Regions from separate parts of the Mus musculus genome. Here region 1 is linked to region 2. A link is a contact called in public Hi-C data. All regions are on one chromosome and are shown on one strand. The core of a region is the stretch at or near the end of the contact, and the rest is flanking DNA. Distances in the headings are between cores, read along the strand shown.

Region 1 (6,771 bases), core at 1,214-3,713, 230 kb after region 2:
CTTTGGATATTTTCACTCCGTGATGTGTTTACCTAAACAAGATGCCATCATTCATCAAAAAGCATCAGATTCTAATCCACACTGTGTCACCGAAGGAATGTCACCTGACATCTAACACAAAACAATATTTACTCCGGAAGCCCAAGCTCACACTGATCCTGAACCAGCATCATGCAATAAGTTTTGTTGTAAAAGAGACAGCCCAGTACTACTCCTGTTGCCTGGATATGAAATGGATGAAGATTTGGAAAGTAAAACCTGTATTGAGCCAACTGGCTACTGGAAGATATAAATGGTTCAATAAAAGTAGTGCAAAGTCCATACTGGAAGGCCACTGGGTAGAGGGTGGATGTTACTTGTGGATCACAGACTTTCTATGATATCGCAGGCATATCGGGGACCCCAGGGCCTGGTTAAAACCCCCATACTTTTTAAAAAGGCTTTCTACTAGTATATTTCAATTTTGCGGCATACGCATAGAGTTGTGTATTGCTGTAGCACTCAAGACCAGTCACCCCTCATCACCTACCAAGTTCTCCCTGACACCACTCTAGTCCTTCCATTCTCCAACTCGAGTGGGCTTTCCATCCCTGGGGCCCTGCGCTTTTAAACTGGATGGCTTATCCCATGGCATTTTCAGTCTGGCATCTTCCATATGGCATTGGGGTGCTAATAACGATATCGCTTTTATTGCCGTCTGTCAACCTGAGATTAAAACCTGCCAGCTTTCTTACTAGAATCCACTGTGACGTGATGACAGAGGGTGGAGACAGGTGCTGACGGATGCTCCCAGATAACTATAAAGTTGGAAACACTAAAAAAGAGAGGGAACATTCGAGGATACTGTGTGAAGGTACTGTGCCCTCCCAAAGACCTTGTGTCAAAGATCTATCCCTCAGTGGCGCTTCGTGTGAGGATTTCCCTAACTGAGAACAGGATCTTCAGGAGAGGTTGTGCTTTGAAGATGAAATGTCCCTCATAGGCTCCTGTGTTTGAGCACTTGATCTCAGTTGGTGGCGCTGTTATGTCAGGGTATGGGACCTTTAGGGAAGGAACCTTGCTGGGGGGACTATGTCACGGGGAGTGGGCCCTGAGACTTTGTAGCCTGTCCCCTCTCCTCCACCCCGCCCCCAGTCTGTCTGCCTGCCTCTCTCTCTCTGTGTCTCTCTGAGTCTTTTTCTTTGTGTGTCCCTTTCTGTCTGTCTCTGTGTCTTTTTCTCTGCCTGTCTTTCTCATCTTCCCATGTGTAGATAAGATGTGATCCATCATGCTTCCTAATTACTGGCCTCATGCTTCTGCTGCTATGGCTTTTCAACCATGGTAAGTTGTCCCCTCTGAATCATAAGCTAAAATAAACCCTTTTTTCCCATAACTTGATTTTTATCAGAGTTTTTGTTGTTGTTTTGTTTTTTTTTATCACAGCCACAGAGAAGTAGCTTAACCAGGAGGTAAATAAAATTACATGAAATCATAAAAGTTTGGCCCTAATCTGATAGGATCAGATGTTCCAAAAGGAAGAGGAAGAGAAGTCAGAGCTAGGCAGCATTCAACAGCTCCTCCCCAACTCAGCCACGCAAAAGATGTGGCAGGAAGGACATCAGCAAAATAGGAAGAAAGCCTACAGCAGGGATGGACCACACTGGCTCATAATAAAGGACATCCAGCCTCCTGCAACATGGATAAGTGACAAATGAGTCTTATTGTCTGTACTGGGAGAGGAATGTGGTGGGACTCAGATGAAGAGATGCATTTGGTCGTTTGGAAACATCTGTTTCCTTCTAGGATGGTGATAAAACTAACTCCATAACCAGTTTATTATGGAGACTAAACCACACAGTAGGTATGAAAATGGCTTAGCCCAGTGATTGGTGCCAGGAAATGCTATGTCTGATGCTTCATAGTGGACAACCTCATAGCCATCCCAGCACACAGTAGGTACTGTTGCTGGTTAGTTTTTGTCAACTTAATACAAACACCTGGGCAAACTGAGGGATTGCCTCCATCAGATTGGCCTGTAGGGAGTTTTCTTGATGAATAGCTCATGAGGGATGGTCCAGACCACGGTGGGTGGTTCCGCCTGCTGGGCAGGTGGTCGGGAGGTATATAAGAAAGCAGACTGAGCCAGTAAGCCAGTAAGCAGAGTTCCTCCATGGTCTTTGCTTCAGTGCCTGTCTTAGATCCCTGCAATGATTTGCTGATAAGCCAAAAAAGTCACTTGGCCTTTGGTAGTGTTTGATCCCAGAAACAGAGACTCAAAGCATAATAGGACCTTATATACACACAGATATTCAGAAAGTACTTGTTTTAGGGAAGTAATAATAACTGAACAGTAGCTGATTAAGCTAAGGAATGTGCCTTGGTTCTGTTAGCATTTAAAGTGCAGTTCTTCACACAGCAGCATGACTCTGACATCCAACGCTGGCTTGCGCTTCCCACAATTTAAACCAAAAAGAGGCTGGAGGAATCATCTCTGTTTCCATAGATGCAGATCTCAGCTGTTCCCACAATAAGATGCTTGCATGTTAACACTGTTCTCGAGTAATCATGGAAAAGCGCTGTGTGTGTGTCTGTGTGGAACATATGGAGTCTCTTTGGTTAGGAAGGCAAGGCGCATTGCTAGGAGCTGAAACTCAGTGCCAGAGCACCAGAGGAGCATGCATGGGGTCCTGGGTTAAATACCCTGGGGGAGGTGCCTGAGGGAGGGGGGGTTAGATGCAGAAGGTTCCCAGGACGGGGCAGTGAGAGTGGGGCTTTCTTGTTTAATTTGCCTGAATTTACAACTTTTTTTCGTAAGATATAATGGGGATTGCCTATAACGCCCGTACTTAGGGGGCTGAAGCAGAAGACCATGAGTTCCAGGCTAGCCTGGACTGAAGCAGAAGACCATGAGTTCCAGGCTAGCCTGGACCATATCAAAGCCTCATTTCAACTAATACAACAAAAAGAAGCAAAAAGAAGACTGATTCTTTTCAAGGCTGTGACAAAGGGACCAACGCAAAGATAAACGAAAAAGAGTCACTGCTTCCTGGACTTTACCGAATCCTTGGGAATAGAAGGAGCAACTGGCTCGCCACACACAGGGATGGGCTAATAAAGGTGGCTAGGTCCAGCTATTCCCAACTTTGCTTTCAATGACACAATCTGGCTGCTGAAAACTGAACGAGCCAGAATGTCTTTTGCCATAAAAAGTAGGCGCATGACTGCTTCTCTCACTTCTCTGGAGAGCTAAATATTAAATTCTTTTGAGCATACCCGTTGAGCCATGGTCCAGAGTTGCTACTACTGTTCCTCAGGGAAAGAGCTGAAGGCAACCAGAACTGTGGGTCAAGAATCCCTAAGAGTGAAGAGTCCATAGCAGGCATTGGAATGAAAGGATCAAAAGAAAGATTGAAAAAATATATGCATATATATCTGGAACACACATATATATGTGTATGTATATATACGTGTGTTTATGTATGTATGTATGTATGTATGTATGTATGTATGTATGTGTATGAATGACTTAAATTATTCTACATGGGGGATGATGCTCTCCAAGAAACCATAGATTGGTAAATACAAAGCCTAGGGCCAGGTGTGAGCTACTGCCCCTAGACTTGTTCATCAGAAGTGTCCCAAAGGCACACAAGATAGTGCCAGCTTTTGCCCTTGTTCCTTGTTATTCACCAGAACTCAAATGGTAAAACCCTATTGCTGAAGACATCACAGCCTGGCTACAAGACATGGAGAAATCAGTCTTGGATTGACCAGTAAGTTTCCCCCTCTTCACCAACTGTCACCGTACCGGAAGGTGTTGTGAAGTCTTTGGGGAGAAGAGGCATCACCAATCATACCCAGTTGGGAACCTTGAAAACCACAAGATAACTTCTGGCTGAACAAGATGCACTAGTGAGGGACTGGAGAGATAGATAGCTCCGTGGTTAAGAGGTCTGTTAACTGCTCTGTTCTTCCGGAGGGCCTGAGTTCAATTCCCAGCAACTACATGGTGTCTCATACTGTACTGGAATCTGATGCCCTCTTCTACATTCAGGTGTACATGCAGATAGAGCCACTCACATACATGAAATGAATAAATAAAATCTAAATTTAGAAATAGGTGCGTGCAGACGCAATAGCGGATACAGCAGTGGCGTGGACGTTATAGGAAATAAACAACCACTCTTCAACAGGATTTAAGGGCCAATCCAAAGGAGGAACTGCATGCCTGGTGCTGGAAATCTGGACAAGAACCGCATACCAAATCGCTGTCTAAATGTGTATCTCTACCCATAGATGAATACAGCTTTCAGGTTTTATTAGAGAGGCTTCTCTGTACAAAAGAAAGGCTCAGAAAGGATAAAGAACTCCAGAGTCTTGAGTTCAAATACAACCCTCTGTTAGTTTTTCACCATCTCTAATACTCAATGTGCATCTGTGCCCTGCTCAAGACCACTAAGCTATGTGTAATGTGGAGAAGAGCATTCCTTTGGCTACCAGTTTAAGATTTTGATCTAGCAACACAGCTACCAGGGATTTAATTCCCAGTAGGAGTTTCAAGGATGAGAAAGTGAGGTGGATCCTACTGGTCGTTCCAGCACTCTAAAGACAGGAGGGTCCATTGAACTGTAAAGTTAAGGGTTCTTTGGAAAGTCGGTTGAATGGGGTTTGGCTTGGGCACACATGGGAAGGAACTTTTGTGTTAGAGTGGACACAGGTGTGAAAGGCTAAGGCAGACTTGTGAAGGAATATGTCACTGAAGCCGACACAGGAGAGAGCATGTTCTGCTAAAGCAAACACATGACAGGACATGTGATGAAGGATTCTTGGCTAAGGACATGCATGTTTTGGTCTGCCTTACATTGCGTAGTTGAACTGCATTTGTCAGGACTCCACAGAGAGAACCACACCAAAAACCTTCTGGTGATGTACTGCAGTTTCTTGCAGACTCAGGCTGATTGGATGCATGTGCTGAGACAAGAGCCCTGCTGAGGCAAGACCCATGGAGGACACGTGATGTTTGGAGGGTATAAAGAGGACTCCATGGAGTGACTTGAGACAGAGCATGGCTTGCTGGTACAGCTAGCTGTGCAATGCTTGTGGGTCTCACATCTTTATTGATCTTTGCTTCCCTGAGAAAGGCACAGCTGAGAACTTCTCCTGGTGTCCCTCCTGCTGATTCAAGCCAAGGCCGAGACCTGGCTATGTCACTGCTGTTGCTAACCTGACTCTACTAAAGTGTTTTCGAGAGATTACTGCTGCTGCTAACCTGTGAAATGAACAGCCCATTTCCAGACAACAATGATGGGGGTTGCTCCAAAGAACCTTTCTAAACAGGTTCGCTCCCCCCCCCCACCAAGTTCACTCCCCCATCCTTTCTTTTCTATTATCTGGGCGGGGGAGGGGGCGCTACAAGTCAGGTTAAAGTGTTTAAGAACCACCATTAAAAATGAGGCATTTGAAAAAAAATTAAAGTTACAGTCCAGAATTCAAAACCCAACCGTGGTTATGCAGGAAGACCTTGTCTCCAAAACTGCATTGAAAATGTATGCGAATATTTGTTTTTCAGGAACTTTCATAGGACATTCGTCATCACAAGGTACAATGTGGAACCATGTAATGTCCTGCTGTAGGGAGCTATTTAACCCCATGGTCAGTCAGTCCATGTGGATAATGTCCAGCCTACAGGCATTCCTCTATGCTAGGTATGGTGTGCAACAATCATCCTGGCACCTAGGAGGAAGAGACAGGAAGCTCATCTTGACTATGTAGCAAATCAGAGGCCAACATGGGCTACATGAGACTATCTCAACACACACACACACACACACACTCCAAGAGAATATTCATAAGCATAAAGGACCTTTCAAATGTAAACGTGTATATGACTCAGAGATGGTCAGCAGAGCTTTAATAAATTATAAATTTATTACATTATTGATCATCTTGTGTATACAAGGAAATATGACTTAATACCAGGATGAAACAGTTAATAAAGCCAACACATCAGACATTGCCCTGTTATTGTGGATCGCTGGAGTCTGACAAGGGTCACTAAGAGTCAATAAGCAAGACCAATGTCATAACACATTGGCTCCACTCTGAACTGCCCCCTCCTTGACATGATAATGACATCCCACGGCTGAGACCCAGCCCATCTTCACCACATGTCTCTTAAAGCGAATGCATTTGCAACTCTTTCATTTACTTTTAATATGTGCTCAGTTAGGCCTTTTTGATCCATTTTGCCCATGGGTTAGTGTGTCAAGATGGTTCAGAAGGTATGGGCACTTGCCCTGCTAGCCTGACAATTCCCAGTTCTGGCCCTGGAACCCTCAAAGGTAAAAGGAGAAAACTGGCTCCTAAACATTGTCCACTGAGCTCCGCATGCATGGTGCAGCACACACACACACACACACACACACACACACACACACCAATTCAATAAAACAAATGCTCACCAGCTTCCAAGTCAGGAAAACCAGGATTCTCCTAAAACACCGTTTTTTATTCTCGGGAATTGCCATGCAGGAGAGTGATAATTAATCCGGAGGATGAATTGGTAGCTTTTCCAAAATTGCTGAAATCTTGGAGATTGTTAGGAACACAAACACCCTTTCTAATGGATCCCTGCTTTTTAAAATAAAACTATCTTCTTACACCAGTACTAGATTTTCAGGAAACTCCCTCCTGCATACTACCAAGGCACCCAGCATTATGGTCTCCTCACAGCATCTTCCAGCATCTTACTCTCAGCATGATGTTGGCCTCGGTTTTCTGGTTGTTTGGGGG
Region 2 (7,164 bases), core at 417-2,916:
TCTTTTCCAAAGCTAGATTACATGAGACTCTGCCTCCAAAAACAAAATACAGAAGTACTTTCGGGCCACGCCTGGGACAGAAGAGCTCCCCAGCCATTAGATCCTGGTGGAACAGGAAGGAAGTTTTAGAAACTATAGACTCTGGCTGGTCCAGTTCATTTCTGGGTCTCCTATTCTCCAAACATCCAATCTCTGGAAGCTTTTACACATAATTCTAGTGGCTTTCAGTCCCAGAGTCAGCCCTTGCACCAGGACAAGAGGACTCAATTCTACAAAGATGAAAAATTTAGAATCCCCAGAAAGCCATGGTGGCCTGTAAGGTCTTGCTAAAGAGCCCTGGGCAAACATCAATTGTCCTCTTGCTGCTAGTGGGAGACACTGAGAACAAGGGTTTTTCTCTCTCTATGAGTTCTGTGGAGTTAATAAATGAGAAAACCGAAGCGTGTGCTAGATCTTTGAAGCTGGAAGACAGAAAAAAAAAGGGGGGGGACTTAAAGCACCTTGCGACAGGGTGTTCCCCCAAAAGAAGACATCTTTTGGGCATCCGTGAGGCGATGTCACTGAAGAGAGAGTATTCAGTGGGAAACCAGCAGTAAGGAAAACACGGGTGGAGTGGGGGAGGGGAGACACTCACCCCTCTCAGCCTCAATCTGTGGCTTTCCCAGCGGAGGAAGGAAACGAAGGAGCCTTTTATCAATTCCCCACCCGGTGCCCACTTCCTCTCTAATTTCTTACTTAAGTTCGGATTTATTTTTCTTAACAAGCCATCTGTGAAAGAGGGAAATTATTTTCTCATCTCTGTGACTCGTAGCTTGAGGCACTGATTTTCTGATAAGCTCACAGGACCTTGCTGCGCTTCCCTCTTTCTAACCAGGGAGCCTTTTGCTCAGACAGCACACACCTGCCAGGTTAGGAGATGCTCCTTAACCTACCACATCTCACGCTAACACAAAGGGGACCAAAGTGCAAGGGGAAACCCTTGTGGGATGGTGGAGTACCCAGAGAGAGGGTAAATACGAACCATCATTTAATCCGCTGCCACCGCTGCTGCCGCTGTCACTGGCTAAGGCGACGGCCACCGAAGCACAGCAGAAGCAGCACAGCTGGAGTGCCTGCAAGAAAGAAAAGGGTGACACCGCCGCGTGAGCAGCGTCGCGGGGCGGGCGCCTCCCTCGTCCCCGCTGTGCGGCGCGCCCCTCGGTGGTGGCACCTGCCTTGGCCAGACGCCCCAGTCCCGCGGGCCCCCACGGCGGCCCGGGACCTGCGGCCCGGAGGGCGCACAAGCACAGGAGGGCGCACTCCATGGTCAGGTGCGGACGCGGTGACTGTGGCAGGCGCGCATTGTCCCCCGCGGGCAGCGGAGCCCCAGGTGTGGCGCCAGGTGCGAGTGGCCGCCGCCGCTCACATGGCAGCACGAGAGCCTGCGAGCCTCCTCCCTGCTCTAGCCTCGCGGGCCTGAGGTGCTTCGGGGTGTAGGGAGCTCTGCCAGAGCCCGGTCTGCAGCGCCTGTGGCTATGAAACTCTGTTGGTGATGCTCGCGGGTCTGGGCGCTTGTCGGTATCAGAGTGATTGTGTGCGGCTCGCACAGAGCAGCCAGCTGGCTCCCCCAGCGCGCTAGAGCCGAGCGCCCGCCTCTCCTCCGCTCCGTGATTGGCGACCGGAGGTTTCCCCGGGTTCGTCCGAGCTCCTGTGCAGTAAAGGGCGTGGGATTTCTAGGCCTGGGCTCCGAGGGAGGGAACAGAGGGGGCGGGGAGGCCGGGTGGGAGTCAAGGGGAGGGAGGGACGGACACACCGCCAGGAGAGGGAGGGCAGCTCTCAGGGTCCGCCTTGGGATCCTAGCTCAGGCGCACAGAGAGATGAGCCTGGACGCTGGAGGCGCAGGTAAGAGGCGTTACTTTCAGACGTGTCTTCTGGTGACAGGGTGAAGAAACCCAAGGCTTGCTGGAAACTTTCTGCAGCTCTCTTTCTTGTGCCACATCCTTGCCCCTGCCCTGACCAGGTGGGAACCCTGAACCTTTGATGAAAAGATGTACGACCTGAAGCTCTTGCGAACTCAAGATCTCCCTGCTGCCCAGAATCCCACCAGCAACTATCCCATCCAGAGCAGTTGAAGAATAGACAGTGGGCAGTGAATAAGTAGTCACTGTCTCCGGTGTGTGAACCCTCCCCCACACCCCTTCTCTGAGATGGTTTTTTCCATGCTTTCTTTTTAACAAGTTGAATCTTGTCCCCAGACACCCAAACCCCTTTGTATTAGTCCTAAGAAACAGCTTTGTGGTGGGCATGCGGTACCTCCTATTCTGTATGGCTAGCCATTTCCTCAATGCATTTAATTGATTCTTATGATCTCTACAGTTTGTAGTGAGGAAGAAAATATAGCCTTTCATAGGCCAGAGGAACAAGACCTTCATTGGGTAGCTGAGCCACAGTAAAACAGTAATAGAAATCTGTGATTGCAAGTATCTGTAAGGATCACAAAGGGGCTCTTAAGCCAGAAAGGTTGAAGTTGTGAGAGAGGAGGGAGGGAGGCAGGGAGAAAACTTGTCAGACATGAGACATCTCTTATAGATGCCACTGGGGAAGGGGGAAGCCCCCAAATTAGGTCTACATGAAGAGCTTGAAGTAGGAAAGGGTGTTGTTGTTGTTGTTGGTGGTGGTGGTGGTGGTGTTTGTTGTCATGGCTATGAAGGAAGTGTTAAACAGGTCAGAAACAAAACCATGTAGTGGCTAGGTGAGAAAGGTATTGGCAGGAGACAAATCTCCTGCAGGTATGGTGGATGCAGGAAAGCAATTAGATTTCAGTGAATGTGTGTTGTGTGTAGGTAGGGAATATATCAGCTCCAAAAATCAGCCAAAAGGAAGCTTGTTGATTATGTAGACAGGTCAGGGGTACCGAGGCAAGTCATGGAGGAGAAAGTTACGCTACTATTGCCAGCATTAGAGTGTGCCATGATAGATCTTACACCCAAGCGTGGTAACAGGAGACAGCCCTGCTCAGTTCCCTGAATACCAGCTAAATGAGGTCCATGCCAGTCTTAGAAGTGATTGCTCAGTATACACAGCCTTGTTCACTGATGCAACAGTGAGTGGATGCTAAACGTGGGCTGTAGAGGCAGAATGTGGCACATGTCTGCTGGAAGGGTAAGGCGTGGCTTCAAAGTGAGAAACATCTGGTTCTGTAACCACTGGGGTTTCCCAGGGCCCCTGTCCTACAAAATGTTAAACAGGAACCATCATGATAGATCTAAAGGTTATTGTAAGAACTAAGTCTATTTTTCTATGCATTTCATAAGTAGGCTTTGAAAGTACGAACGGAGGGAATTTCTTTGTATAATATGTTAAGCGAAACTTACATGTGCATCATGCCTGCAATGCTGAACCAGGATCCATTGAGTCTAGGATCCAGACATGAGCATCCGGCAGATTATGACATGGGGTGACTTAACGCCTTGGGTAGCTTCACGGAAGAACTGGATACTAAAGGAAATTAGACATCAAAGACATGCAGTAAAAATTTACCCCACCATGTGACTAACCAACAGGCTAAACAGGAAAGAAGGACTGTTGTCAAGGATGCTGCCAATCACAGCACCAAGGAAACTCAAAAGGAAACTGGAGGGGCGAAGGGTCTACCCACAATCAGCGCATAATAACTGTGTCCTTGGCTAATGTTCTTCCACAGACTAAGATGAGTTTGCAACAAGAATTATCCACATCACTCCAGGTCCCCTCAGTGACTAAGTTCAAGGGTAGAATCCAAGGAAACAGCTCTAAATTACATAGTCTATGTTAAGTGTCAGTCTAAGCACTACTACATTTGGACATGGACAACTCTTTGTGATGGGGACTCCCTGTGCATTGTAACCATCCAGTATTTAGCAGTCTCCCTCTGGCTTCACCAACTACATACCAGTACCACTCCAAATCAGCTCCTTTTCTCAGGACTGTGACAAAGTACAAAGTATCCGAGGATAAAGCAACATAAGAGAGGGAGGGTTTGTATTAGCTCATAGTTAGAAGGGATACCTTTCATGCTATCAGGAGAGATAGGCAGCTGGTTACGTTGTGTCCACAGAAAGGAAGCAATACCCATATTGAAGGCACTATCTCCTTTTTTTCAACTTGAGATTCCACCCACATGTGGCCTGATGCCAACCATATTTAGAGTGAGGTTTTCACCTCAACAGTTAGCTCAATCTTCTAGATTGCTAACGGCCACATAGACATGCCCAGAGGCTCACCTCTAGGTGATTCTAGATCCTGCCAAACTGTCCGTCAATATTAATCACCATATATACACAGTTAGGACAGACATCCAGATGTTCCCAGGGTGAAGGTGAGGAAGGTCTTGCCCAGGCGAGGACATAAATGCAAAGTGTCGTTCCTAATCTTAATCGCTTCTCTATCAACATGAAGTCATCGGGTACTCGTCCAATGAGGTCCTTGGCCTCTTAATGTAGGTGGTTCTTCTGCCTCCATGTCTTTCTGGTTGAGACTCATTTCTTGTAACACTGTAAATATAACAGTCAAAATTCCAATTGTTTTCATGTAAAGGTGAAAGTTTCCAGTCTCTCCTGCAGAGTGGATAAACGAACATTTGCAAAGCCCTACCTTCTTGGATGACTTTAGACACTGAATTTCCTAAGAACTGGGCCTGCAATATGTGTGGACTACCTCTAGATGGCGACAGAGAGTCGTCAGCAGAGCATCTAGCCTTGAAGATGGGGATTCTGTAGCATTTCTAGGTCATTTGGAAATATTTTGCAAAGTTTAGGTGATTTTCAAACTATAATCTAAAACACTGTAATAACCATTAAAGTTCATAAGAAGCCAATACATGTTTTTCGGTCTTAGCCCAGAATGTGGCATGCAGATGATATTCAAATATGGAATAAGAGCTAAAAGCAAAGAAATGGAAAACAGAAACATTTGACATACAGAAAAAATATTTAATTTTCTTCCTTATCACCTCTGCTTTAAAATCAATGGTAAAGTCTAGGTGTTGGTTTTATATTTAGTGACATAAACTTACCCTTCTTATTCTGTAAAGCAATATGTCTTTGGTAATATATCTCCTCCCATCCAGGTCAAGAAATACGATAAACCATATTCGCTGTTTATACTGCCCATTATCCCAGATCTATAAAGGTGCATATATCCTTCCCATAGAGCAAACTATTTTCCAGCACACCCTGGTTAGCTTTCTGAGCTAGCCACTTTGTGACTTTCACCTCTCCCATAGGCACAGTGGGGGACACTATTCAGGCCTCTCAAAAGCTGTATCAAATTGTTTGCTAGGTTTTACTGAGCAGGTATGTATCTCGTGGTTCCTCGTCTTTCATCTCTTGAGGAAATTTCCACCAAGTGACAGAAAGGAGAAGCAAAAGCCAGACTTATTTCAGCCGAGCAGCCAAAGGAAAAAGAAGCCCAGACACGGGGCTAGGCAGATGTTTAGTAGAGCCCAGGAGTGGGGGTCTGAGATCAAACTCTGTAAAAAGCTAGGTGAAGTTATATAGTCCTTGTAGTCGTGTGCTCTAAGATGAGAGCTGGAGACAGTAGGCTCTCTCAAAGCACACTAGACAGCTATCCTGGGAGACAGACCTTATCCCAAACAGAAGGTAGGAAGACGGGAAAGATCTGAAGGACATCTGAGGTTGTCCTCCGACTTCTACATGTGTGCTATACATACATGCACCCATAGCCACGAGCATACCACCACATGCCAGTATAAACATAACAATTCTTCCTTCCCCCATAGAAATCCCACCCAGATATGGATGTATCTCCCTGGAGACCTGAGAAGTAGGAATACTTCCTGTTTAGCATCTCAGAAATGAGGCCTAGGTAGCAAGGTTGTCCTCAAAATCGGTGGGGAGGGGAGAGAGTTCCTGACTCTGCCTCCTTTATAACCAAATTATTCTGAAAGACAAGGAACACAAAGGATGAAATTCAAACCGAAGACAGTAGCCTTTTACAACAAATTCATAGCACTATAGCAGACAGAACCTTGGAGGTTAGCATCTAATTTTCTAACTAAAGGTTACCCAAAACAACTGGGCATGGAGGCCTGTAATCCTAGCTACTTGGGAGGCGGACTTGGGGAATTTTGAGTTCAAGGCCAGTCTGGGCAATTTAGTGAGACTTGATCTCAAAATAAACCATAGAAAGAGGGCAGAGGGTGTGGCTTGGCAGTAAAACACTTACCTTACATTCATGATGCTATGAAGTCCATCTCTTCCGCTGTGCCCCACTCTCCAATCAACTCATGATTGAGGAATCCCCAGTGGATTTTTCTCACCTTCAACTTAGCATTACATTTTATTTTCTTGTTCTATAGACACCAAGCAGGACTCTCTGGTTACCTGTATCGGAAGGTATCCTCTCTCTGTTTTCCACTGTGGATCTTACTCTGCGTGTGGTATGCTTGCTTCCCTAATTCTATTTTTAGCCCTTTCCCAAGCTCTACTGTTAAAAGTTCCTTGCTTGCCAGAGGCTAAAGAGGTGGTATTAAAACGAGGCTACTTATTTCCACAAACAAATTCAAGGCCAAGTTCAGAGCTCATGGAAGAGTGGAGGGCGTACTTTTCAAAAGCTCTGGAAAATATCAAGCTGCCTAGGAAGGACAAATACCTTTTGTGTGCAGGCACCATTCTCTCCTTCTTTACCCATCATGCACCAGGGGGAGTTTAGACACCAGCTCCCCCTGAGCCTCAGGCCTGGAGCGTTGGGGACTGGTAACCACCATTAATCAGAATCACCTGGAACAATGTTGTAACTATACATTCTTGGCATCACTGTGAATAGTCCAATTAAGTGTGTCTGGGTTTCCGATGTAACTAAATATATTACCAAACAGTAATTGGGACCCACTCCACTTCTGCCTCTGTTTGGATGCCAGCACCACTTCCTACTAAATAGGATTCAACACTTCCTTCCGGATTCATCCTTTTCACTGTTTCTGTATGCAGAGGAAGCCAGTACCTCTCTGTAGCACGAAGCAATGAGTGGTAAGGACTGACGGGTCTGGTTTGTTTGATTGGATTTGAGGATTGGAGCGAGGGATTCATCCTCTTAAATTTATCATTTCCTTCCTACTGGTTTTAATCTACGTTGGAGGCATGTCTAAATCTATATGACATGAAAATCATATTTTGGGGAGAAAAG

Evidence for each region. A called contact is a pair of places that touch in the nucleus more often than the background predicts.
Region 1: a Hi-C map of cortical neurons shows a contact between it and region 2, with 2.7 times the contacts expected there. The contact joins the enhancer-like site here to the promoter of Adamts18 in region 2. A contact is called at or near these places in 4 of 39 promoter capture datasets (the 3T3-L1 cell line, embryonic stem cells, hippocampal neurons and 1 more), 17 of 484 Hi-C or Micro-C datasets (the STO cell line, cerebellum, cerebral cortex and 9 more), 1 of 115 datasets of contacts at active chromatin or transcription factors (embryonic forebrain) and 2 of 9 other capture datasets (adipose tissue and pancreatic islet).

Annotation. Positions count from the first base shown.
Region 1 is chr8:114,074,403-114,081,173 of GRCm38.p6, forward strand. Gm30107 (a long non-coding RNA gene) reads right to left here and starts at 6,738. Exons shown (of 4, transcript XR_879214.1): 1 at 6,441-6,738. Within about 2 kb of position 2,464, at least 5 of the 459 cell types and tissues checked have an H3K27ac peak or open chromatin away from gene starts, as enhancers often do. A contact at or near this core is called in cortical neurons, where this site is marked.
Region 2 is chr8:113,847,173-113,854,336 of GRCm38.p6, forward strand. Adamts18 (a disintegrin-like and metallopeptidase (reprolysin type) with thrombospondin type 1 motif, 18) reads right to left here and starts at 1,667. Exons shown (of 23, transcript NM_172466.3): 1 at 1,215-1,667; 2 at 1,022-1,112. The coding sequence starts at 1,304.